Regions from separate parts of the Macaca mulatta genome. Here region 1 is linked to region 2. The links are chromatin contacts, called in public Hi-C maps. All regions are on one chromosome and are shown on one strand. Each heading gives the region's core, a stretch centred on a gene start, on an enhancer-like site or on the middle of the called end of the contact. The rest is flanking DNA. Distances are from core to core; before and after follow the strand shown. Region 1 overlaps LOC106993508 (a long non-coding RNA gene). Region 2 has its middle 170 kb from the start of MIR125B-1.

What was found. A called contact is a pair of places that touch in the nucleus more often than the background predicts.
Region 1: a Hi-C map of fetal cortical plate shows a contact between it and region 2, with 2.2 times the contacts expected there. The contact joins two enhancer-like sites. A contact is called at or near these places in 2 of 14 Hi-C or Micro-C datasets (fetal cortex germinal zone and fetal cortical plate).

What each region holds. Positions count from the first base shown.
Region 1 is chr14:122,720,173-122,727,644 of T2T-MMU8v2.0, reverse strand. LOC106993508 (a long non-coding RNA gene) reads left to right here. Exons shown (of 7, transcript XR_013404352.1): 4 at 5,445-5,817. Among named protein-coding and RNA genes, the nearest start is that of MIR125B-1, 31 kb to the left of the region's middle. Within about 2 kb of position 1,809, at least 12 of the 40 cell types and tissues checked have an H3K27ac peak or open chromatin away from gene starts, as enhancers often do. A contact at or near this core is called in fetal cortex germinal zone and fetal cortical plate, where this site is marked.
Region 2 is chr14:122,585,093-122,592,407 of T2T-MMU8v2.0, reverse strand. No RefSeq gene overlaps it. Among named protein-coding and RNA genes, the nearest start is that of MIR125B-1, 170 kb to the left of the region's middle. Within about 2 kb of position 4,772, at least 11 of the 40 cell types and tissues checked have an H3K27ac peak or open chromatin away from gene starts, as enhancers often do. A contact at or near this core is called in fetal cortex germinal zone and fetal cortical plate, where this site is marked.

The sequences.
Region 1 (7,472 bases), core at 560-3,059, 140 kb before region 2:
ACTGTTCACTTTGCATTTGTGTGTGTTGGGGAAATGGGGACAAAGGAAGGATTTATGAGGCCTTTCTGTGGGTGGCCAGCGCAGACGCTGGGTACGTTAGAGGGAGGACGGGAGTGCTTGCTCTGTGCCGAGGCTCGTGGGACCCATGGCCCTGGCCTGCTCGGACGCCCCCGTGTGCTCACCACCTTCCCGGAACTTGCCCTGTGGGCCTCTTTCACATTTCAGTCTTCTGGTCATAAAGGGAAAGTTCCTGCGATAGAAGCCCTGACTTAGCTGGTCAATCTTTTTCTCTGCCTCGGGGCGGGTTGGAATCGGACACCTTTCTTTAGGATTTTTCTGGAAAAGAAGTTTGTCAACATCTCTTGGTGACACCATCTTCCATTTTCATGAGCACATTGTACCCTTGAATCATTTCACATAGAGTAACTAATTTGATTTACGTCATCCCAAAACAGGTGGTTATGTATACATTCTCTCTCTCTCTCTCTCTCTCTCTCTGTCACACACACACACACACACACACACTATATACAGACATTTCTATTACACATATTAGAAAACTGGGTGTTTTGATTACAGGAAGGAGGAATCTTTAAGTGACTCCTATTATATACCAGACACTTTCAACAGATGATCTCACGAATCCTCTCATTCCCATAATGTAGATGAGATTTGCCCATTTTAAAGATGCAAACTACTGACGCTTAGAGAGTTTAAGGACTCTCTGGTTCATTTGTAACAGATACCTATTATCATATTACCTATATGAAAACTATGATTACCAAAAGGATGGAGCTAAGATTCAAACTCAAGTATGTTGATTCTGAGGCCTGTTTGGTTTGCTCTTCTGTGCTCATTGGCCTGCAGTTGCAAAGCTGCACCCCTCACGGGACTTTTGTCCTCTAACTTCTAGCTCAGTGTTCTTTGCCTCTACCAAACCTGAGGTGTAAAGGGACGGCGGCTCTCAGAAAATACTCCTTTGTGTCTGTTTTCTTTTATTTGTGTTCAGTAGATCCCGAGAACATCTCACAGGAAAGTTTCAATACAAGTTTTGAGATCAGTAAATGAAAGGAATTTATATGGGCAGAATATACAATATGTTGAATGAGGATTCAGGAGCCTTCTTACGCTTAGGAATGGGGATACAGCAGAAAATCACAGCGTTCTTTTTGCTGAATAGAAAAGCAACTCTGATTACTTAGTAAATACAGTGAGTGAAGTCTATAGAATCCGTGAGTGTTGATATAATATTGGCTTCTTATTTCTCAGTTTCAAGTCACCTTGCCTTCCTCACCCCACCCACCAACTCTGCGTCCGGAAAAAACTGTTGCACATTAAGCATTTGGTCTCTGGATAGTTCAGGGATGGGCGCTAGAGAGAAAAGGAATTTAGAAATTCCAATACAAACACAATACGTAAAGCTTCATAAATTTCAGTGATTAAAGAATTTAAATGCCCCTTTAAAAATCGATTCTTCCTAGATTTCAAAAACAAATGAAGCATTTTGAAAAATAAAGATAAAACATGATTGTTTCATGTTTCTCAAATAGTATTTAAAAATAGCTAGTCAGTGTGTGTGTGTCAGAGAGAGAGAGAGGGAAAGACTAGGTACTGTAATTTTAATTGCTTGTAATCTAACTTGCCTTTTTGTTCCTTTTTTCTTCCTTTCTTTCTTTTCTTTTTTTGTATCAGTTAATCTGTTGGTTACATTTTCAGCTTTTCTTTGCTTCTGGTTTCATTTTCAGATGAAAAAATGCTAGGCACACAGTGCTGCTGTCTGGTTGCCATGGCGACCACAGCCTATTATCCTGCCTTGTCATTCATCAAGAAAGAATTACACTTGACAGAGGCAGAGGGAAATGCCTGCAGTCTGCAGCATAGGAGGAAAAAAAGCTTTTCTTGTCTTCTATGTATGTAAAAGGTCTTTAATGCCCGTTTAGTTACATGTTTTATTTAGCATTATTTATTACTTGTAAGGACAATAACAGATACCTGTAAAAATACGTCCCCCCCTTCTAAAGTATTTAACTTGCAATTTGTCCATTTGCCTTGCTTCCCCATTTCAGACATATACCTAGTGTCACGCTCCCACCCACCACCATAAAAACCACTTCCACTCCGGCAATAGAAACAGCCAAATGATTACATTCTCCACGGAGAATGACCACTGCAAAGGTAGCTAAGAGAGCCAGTTTTTCTTCCAAAAATGTTTTTTCTAATCAATAGTTCTGTTGTCCTGCTATTCTTAAAACTAATGAGTGCCATACATAATCAATGAATAATTGAATACATTAATAACTTTTGATTAAATTATTTCTCCAAGTGTGCAATGCCCATGAAGTATAGCATCAACAAACTAATGCAAAACTGCGGAGATCTTTCCGTGAGATAATTGAATATAAAATCATGATTGCTTTTTACAAATTTGGATTCATCCCAAATCCATTGTTCTTCAAAGGCAGGAAAAGGTAATTACTTGTTATTTGACTATTCCTCATCATGGCTATTTGGATTAACCCAAATTATTTCCAAAAATAAATGGTGTAATAACTTTTGTATGTTTAAACATCTAGACTTTTTTTAAAGTCTGATATTTTCCCACCTCATTATTCAGCTCTTACAATGGCTGTATCCAGTGGGCAATTTTAAACAACTTTTCTCTGTGGATTTCTTTGCTTTGCTCTCCTCGAATTGTTTGATTTCCTTGTTAAGATGGAGAATGTGGTGGTAAAAGAGGCAGTATTTTAAGCTGAGATTCTCTGAGAGTGTTTTTTAAAATATTTCTGTTTGATCTTTTGTCTCAGTGATCAGAGAAAAGATGGACAGTAACAACAGTTCACCTTGAGCTGTTAGAATACCAGCATTTAGCATAACTGATATTTGTGACAATTAAGCCATGCTACGTTGAGTGTAAATGGGCAACTACAATGGGGACCATTGGACTTCTGAAGTTCAAGTTCTATTCTGTCTGAAGACAATTTCCCTACCAGAGGTCAAACTTTAGCACACACATGCAGACACAGAAGTCATAGTCCTGCATTGTAAGTGAAACAGAATTGGACAATTATCGGGTCAGTTTTGGTTTTGAAATGGTTCAGATTCTAACCTTCCCACCACTTCCTTAATTATCTCAACAATTCTGGCAAGAGGAGGTTTGGGGGTGGAAAAAGATAATTCTAAAAGAATTAAATAATTATAGCTGTCAGGAAATCTGTGCTGGATTTTATATATTCCTGCATAATAATTCAAAATCTCTGGATCTTTACTGTATCTCGGATAAGTTATTTTAATGCATACCTCACAGCATCCTTTATACACCCTTGCAATGTAAACATGTAGAAACCATGGAATGTTTTTCTTTAATCTTGACATTTGGGAGAGCAAAGGAAACAACAAAAAGGAGAAAAGACGTGTTGAGTTTAGAATTGTGGCTATTTCTTATTGGTTCTAAACTTTTACTTTAATATCGCAGCAACACCGCTGTTCATTTCCTGTTAAACTTCAAGCCTACCTTTTGATTTTCAAATGTCCCTTAGGCTAATGTTTTCACTGAAGAATGAAATGAACAGGCAGAAACAATTAAGCGAGCAGATACAGTGAAAACGAGCACCACACCGCACTTTCACAGAAATGGAAGTGTATGAAGGAATTCTGCTTGGAATTTGATCCCACAGCAGCAAAGCTTTTGCTCCTTGTCATTTTTCTTCTGCCTACCCCCAGTGCACACCACTTCCCCTGTATGGGGGAAAAGATCTAGGCACACAAAGGAACTCCTAAATACTCACAGGCGTGGGAAATATTTTCTCTGCTTGTTACTAGTACAGGATAATCTCCAAGGAAGAAAATCCAGCTAGATAGTCTACACGGCAAATGTCTCCCAAAGCCTGTTAAATGTTCACATATGTCTTTATGAAATTTGTAATATGGATTGTTTATATAGTCCTGATTAAGAGCATGAACATCATTAAAAAGGATAAAGTCAGTTTGAGGACGGAAAATTATAAAGTCAGCTAAAACTGTTACCTACAAAAAAAGTATGGACTTTTTTTTTTAAACTTAATAATCTGTGGCTCTTTAAAGAAAAAGATACATAAACAGTCAAAAGTGGGTTGTTAAAGAGCCTTCTAAAGTGTATCAGGAATTAACAAAGAAGTAATTAACTCTACCCCAAACACATCAGCCATCACCTGTTTATAGCATTTTTGTCCCTCTATGAAAGCTGTATCTTCTTTTTTAGTCCCACACTAAGAGATTTTACGTTGCAAGAGCTTGGCATTCCTATTTTTGGGTTGACTGTGTTAAAACAGGGTGCTCTAATACACAAAGGAGACCTGTTACAATATAGCAAGGTAAAGGGGCTGAAGGAAGAGGTATCATAGGATCCATTCTGGGAGAATCTATATTATTATCAGATACAATGCTCGCATGATTGATTCAAGATGAGCTCTGTCTGAATTCAAACTTGATTTCTAAAGACAGTATGCATTTGGAAAGTGCCTTGTGAAACCGTCAGAATACAGAAAACACAAAGTTTAAACCTTTTGGATGCCTTCTAGTACCTCAGCAGTGAATCAGGAAGATGGACGGCATCCGCAAGATTATACTGAGCGGAAGGCATGGTTTTTGTTTTTTATTGAATCCATCCTGTAGTATTTTCCCAATAAAACATCTCTTGTAAACCAGGGTCTTTGTATTTTTGTTGTTGTTGTTATGGGATTTTTTTAAATACCAGTATAACAGTTTTACTCTACAATAGTGAAGATGGGAAGACAGCTGCTAGTAAACATAAAACCAGTCATATAATGGCATCACAATGGATTTTTTATTTGAGATTCCAGGATGGGGTAAATTTGTTACCCCAGCAAATAGCTGGTTACATGGAAATTGACTTTAGGGAACATTTCCCTGAAAAAGAAGGCAATTTATATTGGTTAAAACACTAAACACCAACACACTTCCTCTTTTTTGTTATTTATTCAAAAACAAAACAAATAACAACATACCTATGTGGTGTCTAGACATCAGAACTCTCTAGTAAACCATTCTTGAAGGTGTTATAATACCAGCCCTGAAGCAATAAAAAGGCACAAATGAATTTTCAGCAGTGCATGGAAGATGTAAGTGGAATAGGGTAGTTTGTCTTATCTGCAGTTATCTACCACTGGCATCACTGAATTAAGAAAATTGAGATCATTTGGTCATCTTGCTTGCCTTTGTAACACAAAAAGATAAATCTAAAATATTCATGGATGTATTTACATATTTGCCAACACAGTTCATTCTTCAGATTATAGTTTTTTTTCCCCTTACAGGGGAAAAAAAAAAAAAAAGGTAGCAGTAGCAGCAGGGAAAATGTAATTAAACACATGAAAAACTTCACTAGGATGGATAGCACTAAACTTTCAAACTAGTCACCACTACAATTAGCAATTCTCTTTTGCTAGAGGTCCATTGTGGCCCCCCAGAAGAGGCTCCCAGAACCTGTGAATGTGACCTTGTTTGGAAAAAGGTCTTTGCAGATACAGTTAAGCTAATGATCTCAAGAGGACATCGTCCTGGATAAGGGTGGAGCCTAAGCCCCAAAACAAGATTACCTGAAAGAGAAAAGAAAGGGGGAAACACACAGAGACACTGTCGGGGAGGCCACATGAAGATGGAGGCAGAGACAGGAGTGATGAGCCTTCAAGCCAAGGAATGCCAAAGGCTGCCAGCAGCCACGAGAAGCTGAGAGACACAGAGAACGAATCCTCTGCCAGAGCCTCCAGAAGGAACTAACCCTCTAAATACCTCGATTTTGGACTTCTGGACTCCAGAACTGTGAGAGAATATATTTCTGTTGTTTTAAGCCATTCAGTTTGTAGTAATTGGTTACAATAGCCCTGTGAAGCTAATGTACGGTCCTTCAACAATCAAAGCAAAAAAGGGGACCTATTAGCACTTTGAGTGCAAGGGAGGAAGGAATAACTGAGCTGTTGGAAGGTCAGTGTGCAGCGGGATGTCATAAGCAACCAGAACTCAGGTCCAAATTCTGCCAGAAGTCTCCCTCTGTGTTAGTCTGTTCTCACACTGCTAATAAAGACATACCTGAGACTGGCTAATTTATAAAGGAAAGTGGTTTAATTGACTCACAGCTCTGCAGGGCTGCAGGGGGCCTTAGGAAACTTACAATCATGACGAAAGTGGAAGTAAACACATCCTTCTTCACATGGCAGCAAGGAGAAGTGCCGAGTCAAAGGAGGAAAAGCCCCTTATAAAACCACCAGATCTCATGAGAACTCACTCACTATCACGAGCACAGCAGCACAGGGGTAACTGCCCCCATGATTCAATTACCTCCCACCAGGTCCCTACCAAGACACGTGGAGATTATGGGAATTACAATTCAAAATGAGATTTGGGTGGGGACACAGCCAAACCATATCAGTCTTTTTCCTCTGTGCTTCACTGTCTGTCATTGAAAACTGGCATTCTTCACTTGGCAGGAAACACTGCTGCTAACATCTTTTGAGTTTTTTATTGTATGGCTTCAATCATCTCAGACATACTAACTTCCTTTCATATTTCCAAATTATTTGAAAGAATCTTACTTTCCTAATTTGAGTCATGTCTCACCCTGAACTAACAAACAGAGGCTAAGCTGCCAGGATCTTATAAAATATGACAGCTCCTAAGGAAACCACTTGAATGGGTGGAGGTGCTGGGCACCCAGGTGTCCATCCCATGGGATCTTTTCTGTCTGTTTTATGATAGCCATTTTTTTAAGGACAACAGTGTGGCATTTGCAAAGACATTTGTTTTGTGGACAAGATGTGCAAGTGAATCTGAGCTCTGCCATTTACTGGAAGTGTGACATTAGCAAGTCACTTGGCCTTTCTGAGCTTTCTTATCTTGTTAAAAATGAGGATAGATTGTTTGATAAACACTCTAAACCTAGAAGGATCTCAATAATGTTTGTTAATAATGGTCATAGAAGTATTGAACTTAAATGGACCTTAAAGACAGACAAGGTTAATCACCTTATTTTCACAGATGAGATTTTAGAATTTAAGTTGGTGAGAAAACCAGGGCAAGAATTTAGTTTACTTAACTACCAGATTAGTGTTCCTTTTTTGTTTTATATGATCTGTTCCCATCCCTGTGGATATAAAATAAGGTCTCATCTGAAAGGTGTTATTCAACTAAAGAAAAAGCAGCTTTCTTAGAACAGACACTGATATTAGGCTTTAGATGAGATATTAACACAGGGATAAAGGTGTCAAAAAAGAAAGACCAAAGAGTTGTGTTGGGAGTTAAAATGTGAAGGACCCAGTCAAGTGCCTTGCCATTTTTGAGCCTATAAAGTAATTGTTTTGAGACAGCATTCACACAAATAAATCATGATGGGTTCAGACCCCTCTAATTATTAAGCCATCTTGTTTACATCCCTCTATCCTGTGTTTATTTTCCTTTGGCTACCCTTATTATACAATAAA
Region 2 (7,315 bases), core at 3,523-6,022:
GTTTCTGCCCTTATATCCAACTGGGGCAACACTGAGAACTTACACACTCTTACCCTGTCAAGTATCCTTTCATGGACACGTGCTTGGGAAAGAAATAAGGGTTTGGGTATTCCAAAAAATCTGTTTTCGAATTAGCCCTCTATTATTTACTAGGGGTTTGACCTTAGGGGGACAATTGTTTAGACTCCTTTTTGCCTCAAAATCCTTATTTGTAAAATGGAATAGAACTTCATAGGCTTATTGTAAGGATTACATTATATATGTATATTAATTATAGTTTATGTAATTATAATGGTGTGAAATTATACATTATAATATATTAAAGTATATATAATTATATATATATATATGCTAAGCATACTATCAGCACACAGTAGATATTCAACAAATGATGATTGCCTATATCCATGACCCCCATGGCCTCTACTACAGTCCCTAATAATCCCAGGAACTGCTCAGAGATGAACCGAAGCAATGGGAAAACCCACTAATGAAGAGTAACTAGGATTAAACAATAATGGCACAGAAATGGGACAAATAAATAGACTACCACGTTTGGATTCAACTGCAGACACTAGTCTCAAGGAATATACCTTGAAACTCAGTTAGCTAAATACTACGTCATTATGTCATCTTCTCTCATCTCACAATGACTAAACTCCATCTGAATTGTATACATAATACGGTCATGTCTACATCAAATGTCATTTTTGGCATAAGAGTTCTCAACTTTTTTCCCATTGAAAATTCATATTGAAATCCCCTATGTGTATTTTCATGGCACACTCCCTGGAGGCAATCCAGAGACTTCTCTAATTCCTGATAGGCATTTTTTTCTTTCCTACTCTAGAAAACCTATTGGAAGGGTGACATTATAGGGATAATCACCCCATTTTTTTCCAATTCGATTAATTATCTACAAACTTTAACAAATCATCCACCAATATTATGCTTGTAACATGCCTGAAACTTGTGTGTGATACAATACTGAGGTTGAGAATCACTCTTCTAAGACAGGCGTCCGCAACCCCCAGGCTGTGGACCAGTACTGGTCGGTGGCCTGTTAGGAACTGGGCCACACAGCAGGAGGTGAGCAGAGGGCCAGCAAGTGAGCACTACTGCCTGAATTCAGCCTCTTCTCAGATCAGCAGCAGCATTAGATTCTCATAAGAGTGTGAACCCTATTGTAAAGTGCACATGTGGGGGATCTAGGTTGCACGTTCCTCATGAGAATCTAACTAATGCGTGATGATCTGAGGTGGAGCAGTTTCATCCTTTTCATCCGGACCGGCCTCATACCCCTCAACATCCACGGAAAGATTGTCTTCCACAAAACAGGTCCCTGGTGCCAAAAAGGTTGGGGACCCCTGTTCTAAGACATGCTATTATCATGACCATTCAGAATGGTTAAAACACTCTGAAGCCACTAGGCATTTCAAATCCAAGTAGACAATCACAATCTCCAACATCTTAGATGTTTCTAGGTGCTCTACCCAGAGTGAATGCACAGAGTCAGGACATATTTTCTCTGCATGCTTATGAACAAACGAATCTCTTTCAATGACAGTGCGTTGGCAGAAATGGCACTCCTTCCTCCTTGTCACAGAGGCGAAGCATTCAGGAATGAGTACAACCACTCCAGGCTTCCTGTCTTTCAACATTTTCTATATGTGCCATATTGCCACTGATATGATCAATTCTATCTAACCACCAGAAGCAGTCTCCCATGCCTTTAGGCACTTAAGAATTCTGTTCAGCTCATCTACTCTCCCCTCTGGTCAAAGCCATTTATTATCAATTGTAAGTAACGTGACTATGGGGATGCTACCTGGGGCCACTGGAAACCCGCCATGGTTTACAGCCCTTGGAACAGACTCAGACATTGTAAGTGAAAACTCTTTAAGCCAAACCCAAACCTTTTATAATTGAAATTATAATAAATCACACCTCTTAAATCTTCCCAGAGAAGACTTGGGAAAAGTCTCTTCTCGCTCTCTTTCACTGCCAGAGAGCTCCTTAATAAGGGAGCGAGATAAAAAAAAAAAAAAAGGACAACTTCCACTTCAGCTGTCCTCAGGGCTAATGCAGGGTGTATACAATTTGGTTAAGACATGGAAGCCAGGAATAGGGAGAGATAGAACAGAAGGGCAAGCCAAATTAAAGTATGTTTGATCCCAGCTGTAAAGGCCAGTGGCTTCCTATCTAACTCTAAGAAAAAGTCCACACACTTGAGAGTAATATACATATAGGGCCTCTGGGATCTGCCCTACTCCTGATGTGTCCCTCTCCTATGGCACTTACCTCTCTGTATTGCAACTATTTGTTTGCCTTCCCTATTAGACTGTGAGGCCTTTGAGGGCAGAGATCATGACTTAGTCAGTTTTAATCCTTAGTAACTTCAGAAACCCAGTAAGTGCAGGGTCAGTTTGCACAGTTCTGAAAAAATGAGCAAACTGACTCTGCACTAAAGCTGCACATAAGCCAAGAGGGCAAAGTCAAAGGAAGTGGACCTCAGATTGTGCATAATCTGAAGCACTCAGGGGCATGTCCTTTTCTTCTCGCTGGGAGTATAAACTATTCAGGGAAGGCTATTACAAGCAGTGGCCATGAAACAATAAGCTGCATCTCCCCACCCCGGCAAATGTATCAGAATCTATGACCCCTTCTGAGTACTCTCCTCGGGAGGCAATGTGTATATTCTGAAATGGCTATGTTTGTTCAATAAGCCTTTTTTGGAATTGTGATCAGATTCAGTTTAGACACCACACAATTAAACCAATCTAATTTCCTTATAGGCACATGTATTTCCAAAGCAATGTTCCCCAACTTGATTGCCCACCATATTCATGGGCCATAGCTTCAGGGCAACTTTTAATAGCTTCCAACAAATTCACCCTCTAAGGATGAAGATGTACCACATTTCAAGATATTTAAGAGAGTACCAACAGTGTCCATGCATAACTTTCCAGAAGAGTTCCAAAAATGCTTTGAGCAATTTCTCAGTATCTTGGGGATCAGCACAAATCTACTGAGAGGACTACTTTGCAGGCAATAGTGCTGCTTTGGAATGAGACATTCTCATGTGTTACATAACAATAACCAGCACTTATTAACTGTTTACTATGAACCAACTCTATCCGGCAATGTGTGTGTGTCTGTGTGTGTGTGTGTGTATTCTCACTGAACCCTCCCAACAATTATATGAAAACAACAACAACAATGGTTGTTTCTGGCATTTACTGAGTGCCCACGATGGGTCAGACAGTGTTAAGGATTAGTTCATTTTAACCCCATTTTACAGACAAAAAACTGAGGTTTAGAGAAAAGTAAAGCACTTTGCTAAGGCCACAAAGCCAGTAAGAGAGGAACTAAGATTCATATGCAAATGTATATATATATATCTCCTAACTTATACTGATATATATATATATATATATCTCCTAACTTACACTTTTTTTTTTAATCAAAACTGTCTAATTCAGTGTTCAATAAATGCTAGTAGAATGAATAAACTTGCATCAGTGACAGTGGTCCAACCAAGGCGAGTAAGAACAACAAGCAAAAGTGATACAAGATGGTTCAGCTCATCTAATTCCTAAACTACAGCCACGTTCCTGTTCACAGGAGAGAGCAGTGGGCATCAGAGACTGTACCTGGATGTCTCCCAGCTAGCTGCAGCATGAGGCTTTGTGACGTGCTGTTTCACTCCAGTTAAGCCCCTGCGGGGCCCTGAGTCTCAGTCACTCCAGCCAGGCATCAGGAATGGGTACATTCACTTCCCTTCCCCAGCCTTCCCCTATGAATATTTATAAAGGGCTCTTGAATCCTGGTATCCCATAAAAATGCAAAGTACGATTATTATTAATGATACAGTTAGGAAGAAGGACATTTGTTATTTCTACTCAATTGGTTTCCCCCGGGAGCAGAAACAATTTTTTTTGACATAGTATTAATGTGCCGTCTCTGCAACTTTGATCATCTGTCATTTTCTTTTGGACAAAGTTGAGCCAGTGTCTCAGGCAGCACCCTTCTTTCCCCTTGGCAATATTGGCACTAGCTGAGCCCAAGTTGCTTCATGGTTTAGATGAAACTATGGATCTTTATTTGATTTCTGGTATCAGGAAACAATTTATTAGGATCAAGGCAGTTAGGCTACGCGACTTCCTTTCTTGCCGAGGTAGACGCTAGTTGCACAGGCAGCCCTGGCTCATAAATCTAGTTTTATTTCCCCATCTATTCACCTGGAACTAAGTGATTTTTTTAAGGCAAAGGGGAGAACACATTTCCTTATGTAAGCACTCTTCCTCCAGCTCGTAATCACCATTGTTTCTCAGATGAACTAGTGAGCAGCTGAAGCAGGGAGCCATTTCCATTTTCGTGCATCACACTTGTATTTTCAGAGTTTACAGAAAAATACTGCAACCAATTTGGGATTTCCCTGTAATGAACCACTTCCTCTAAATAAACCAGAATTGATTCCAATGCGAATTTCAGAGACGAAAGGGCTTTCTGAAAACATCTATTTTCATATGCCCTTCAGAAACTACCTTGCCTTTCTTTCCGCTCCCATCCCCCGCTCCCACCCTCCCTCAAGCCCCCCACCCCGCCTTCCCCTCCTTCTTAAGAAGACTTTCCCAGGTCCCTCTTGGCTGTGGTTGAACGACGTTGGCTCCTGTCCATGCTGCAACAAAGACCTGGCATTCCAGCTGTCTGCGTCTAATCTCCAGTGTCAGCTCTCGTTAATGTGTGAGCGTGAAATCAGAGGGGGCAGAGCTGCACGGAATATTAAAACCATGATCAGAATTCCACTGAAATGCTGAGAGTCTGCAAGCACCATTAGAGGAGGCTGTCAAATCACGGCTTCGCATTAAATAAAAGAAAAGATTTCTATCAGAGGAAAGTACAATCAGTGAATCGCTGAGCTAAATTAGCATTTTTTCAATTGGAGATCGAAGTTGATTTATTGTTCTACACGACATTAATGTAACTATGTGCTTGACCTGCTAAGGCAGCTAATTTTTCATTTAAATGGTTTCTTTCCTTCCCGGTGCAAAGGCTGCAATCATATTTCAACTTTGCAGAGTGATCAGAAAAGTCGTGGAATGCTGCAGAAATGTCTTAGGGCAGCCTTCCTTCCCCTCCCCTCTCCTTCCTTTCCTTTTTCCAACTCCAGAGCCTTCCTCCTCCCCTCCCCTTCCCCCCTAACCTCATGGCTGGTGGTCAAGGTCACAGAGGAAGAGTAATCTCAAAGCCACCGACTTCAAAGCCTCCATCAAAGAAGCCCCTACGTAGCCATTGAATTAAAAGGGAGTGGGGGAGGGTGGGGTCCGGGCACTAGACGTTCCTACCAGCAAGAAAGGACCCTTTAACTGCCCTGCTGGTGTGGCCAAATCTGGGGTGTCCTGGGTCCAGTTTTCTCCTGCAGGCCTCTCAGTACGTGTCTCTTCTCATCCTCCCCATCCCCCTCTCCTCCACACTCACATCGCCTGAAGATAATATACATTTCCAATTAGCAGAGCACATTCTAGTCATGTTCTCCTTTACTGCCCTAACTATCTTCCTTTTGCTAAAAAGCTGGGCTGTCATTAATGAAATCCTGCAGTTCCGTTAATCCGAGATACAATGCTCCTTTCTCTCTCAGGCTCTCCCTAACATAAAAACTACAGTTACTCAAGCTCCCCTCTTCTGTTTGGAGTCCCCGTTGTTTGTCTTTCATTGCATACCTGATGTAGCATAGTAGCATTCGAAGTTCCCGAACGGACGTAGAAGGAAAGAACACAATTATATCCGTTTCCCAATGTCCTTGTTTGCAAAGTCAGCTGGCATTTTCTGTTTTTATTTTTTAAAGCACATTGATTTTTAAGCTCTGGAAATTTAGGAATATGTCTTAGGGTAGTTTGGGGGCCTTTGCATGTAGCAAATTTTTTGGATTTGAAACGATTGTAGCTGGAAGCCCTGGAAGAACCCTGATAAATTACATTTCAGCGTTTATCTGAAATGCCTCTTATGAATTAATGCATTGTATCCATAAGAGAAAGGGCAGGTGGGTGGTGGGCAGTGGGGCGACATTTGCCACACTTTACCAATATCAGTATGACTTCCAAAACATAGCGGACATTGGACCAATAGCTGGTACTTATATTTTTGTTTTCTTCTTCCGCCCCCAAACATCTACATTCTGAATTAGAAACTGAGAAATTTCCTATATTTGGAGGAGGCATGAAGGCAGTGTCAATCCCTTAGATTTGGAGGACTTGAGAATTTGAGGCTAAGAATAGAATCAGCCACTACATACTCAGCTGGCCATGGACAGATGAGGTACAGAATAGCCCTCTACCCCACCCCCATGGCCTCTAAGACAAGGAAGTCACTCGGGGGGTCAGTGGAATGGGGGAACCTTCCATCTACCTTCATCACAATTGGATCTAATTGGCACCCCTTGGTTGGCCAAGATGCCATGGGGTGACTGGGTCAGGGTACTGACCTCTGCTCTGACCCAGTGAAGGGGGCTCTACACAGGCCAAAGGTGAAGTTCTTGGCAAGAGATTGTCTAGTTGAATGCTGGAGACAGGCACCAGTTGTCTTCATACCTGCTGCCATGTGGTGGAAGTTGCTTATCTTGCTCATCTTTTACTCCATTTAGAAAGTAACACCATCTCCCCGCCATGTTGACTGTCACTCAAAACAACCACTCTAAAAAAGAAGCATGGATTTCATTCTCCAAAGGCAATGAAAGTTTGGTCACTAAATATAGAAAATACTTCCTCATAAGGCACACTAGTCGTCTGCTTTCCCTTGGGTGATTTCCACTGGGATTCTGTACCAAAAGTCAGTGTTGGTTGATCAGAGTTCCCTCTGTCGCCTGACAATCCACATGCATCAGCCAAGAGGTGGCGTCGCAGCATGATGCTCCCATATTCTCCATCTGTAGGGTGATCTCATTTGCACACTCTACTAGAAGGCCCAGATGCAAAGCTCAGTAACTTTCTGCACTCACCATTTCCATGGGCATTTGTTCCCCAAACATAATGCACCTCTCCCTTACATGATAATCTTCTCCTGAGTGTAGTTTTATTCATGGAATTCAGGACTTTCAGATGATTTTGGTCACTTAATTCTGCTGGCACCTGGAAGAGATAATGGAGACGTTTCATCAGTCAGCCCACATGGCCTGCAACATGCTGAGACCTAAGCAAGCAACATGAGTCTCAAAGGCTGGAAAGGTCCATTTTGGGAAAAAAGCATATGTTTGGGATCAGGAAGCGAGCCGGCGAACTGATCAAGATGGGGAGGCAGAGTCTACAGAAGGTAGCCA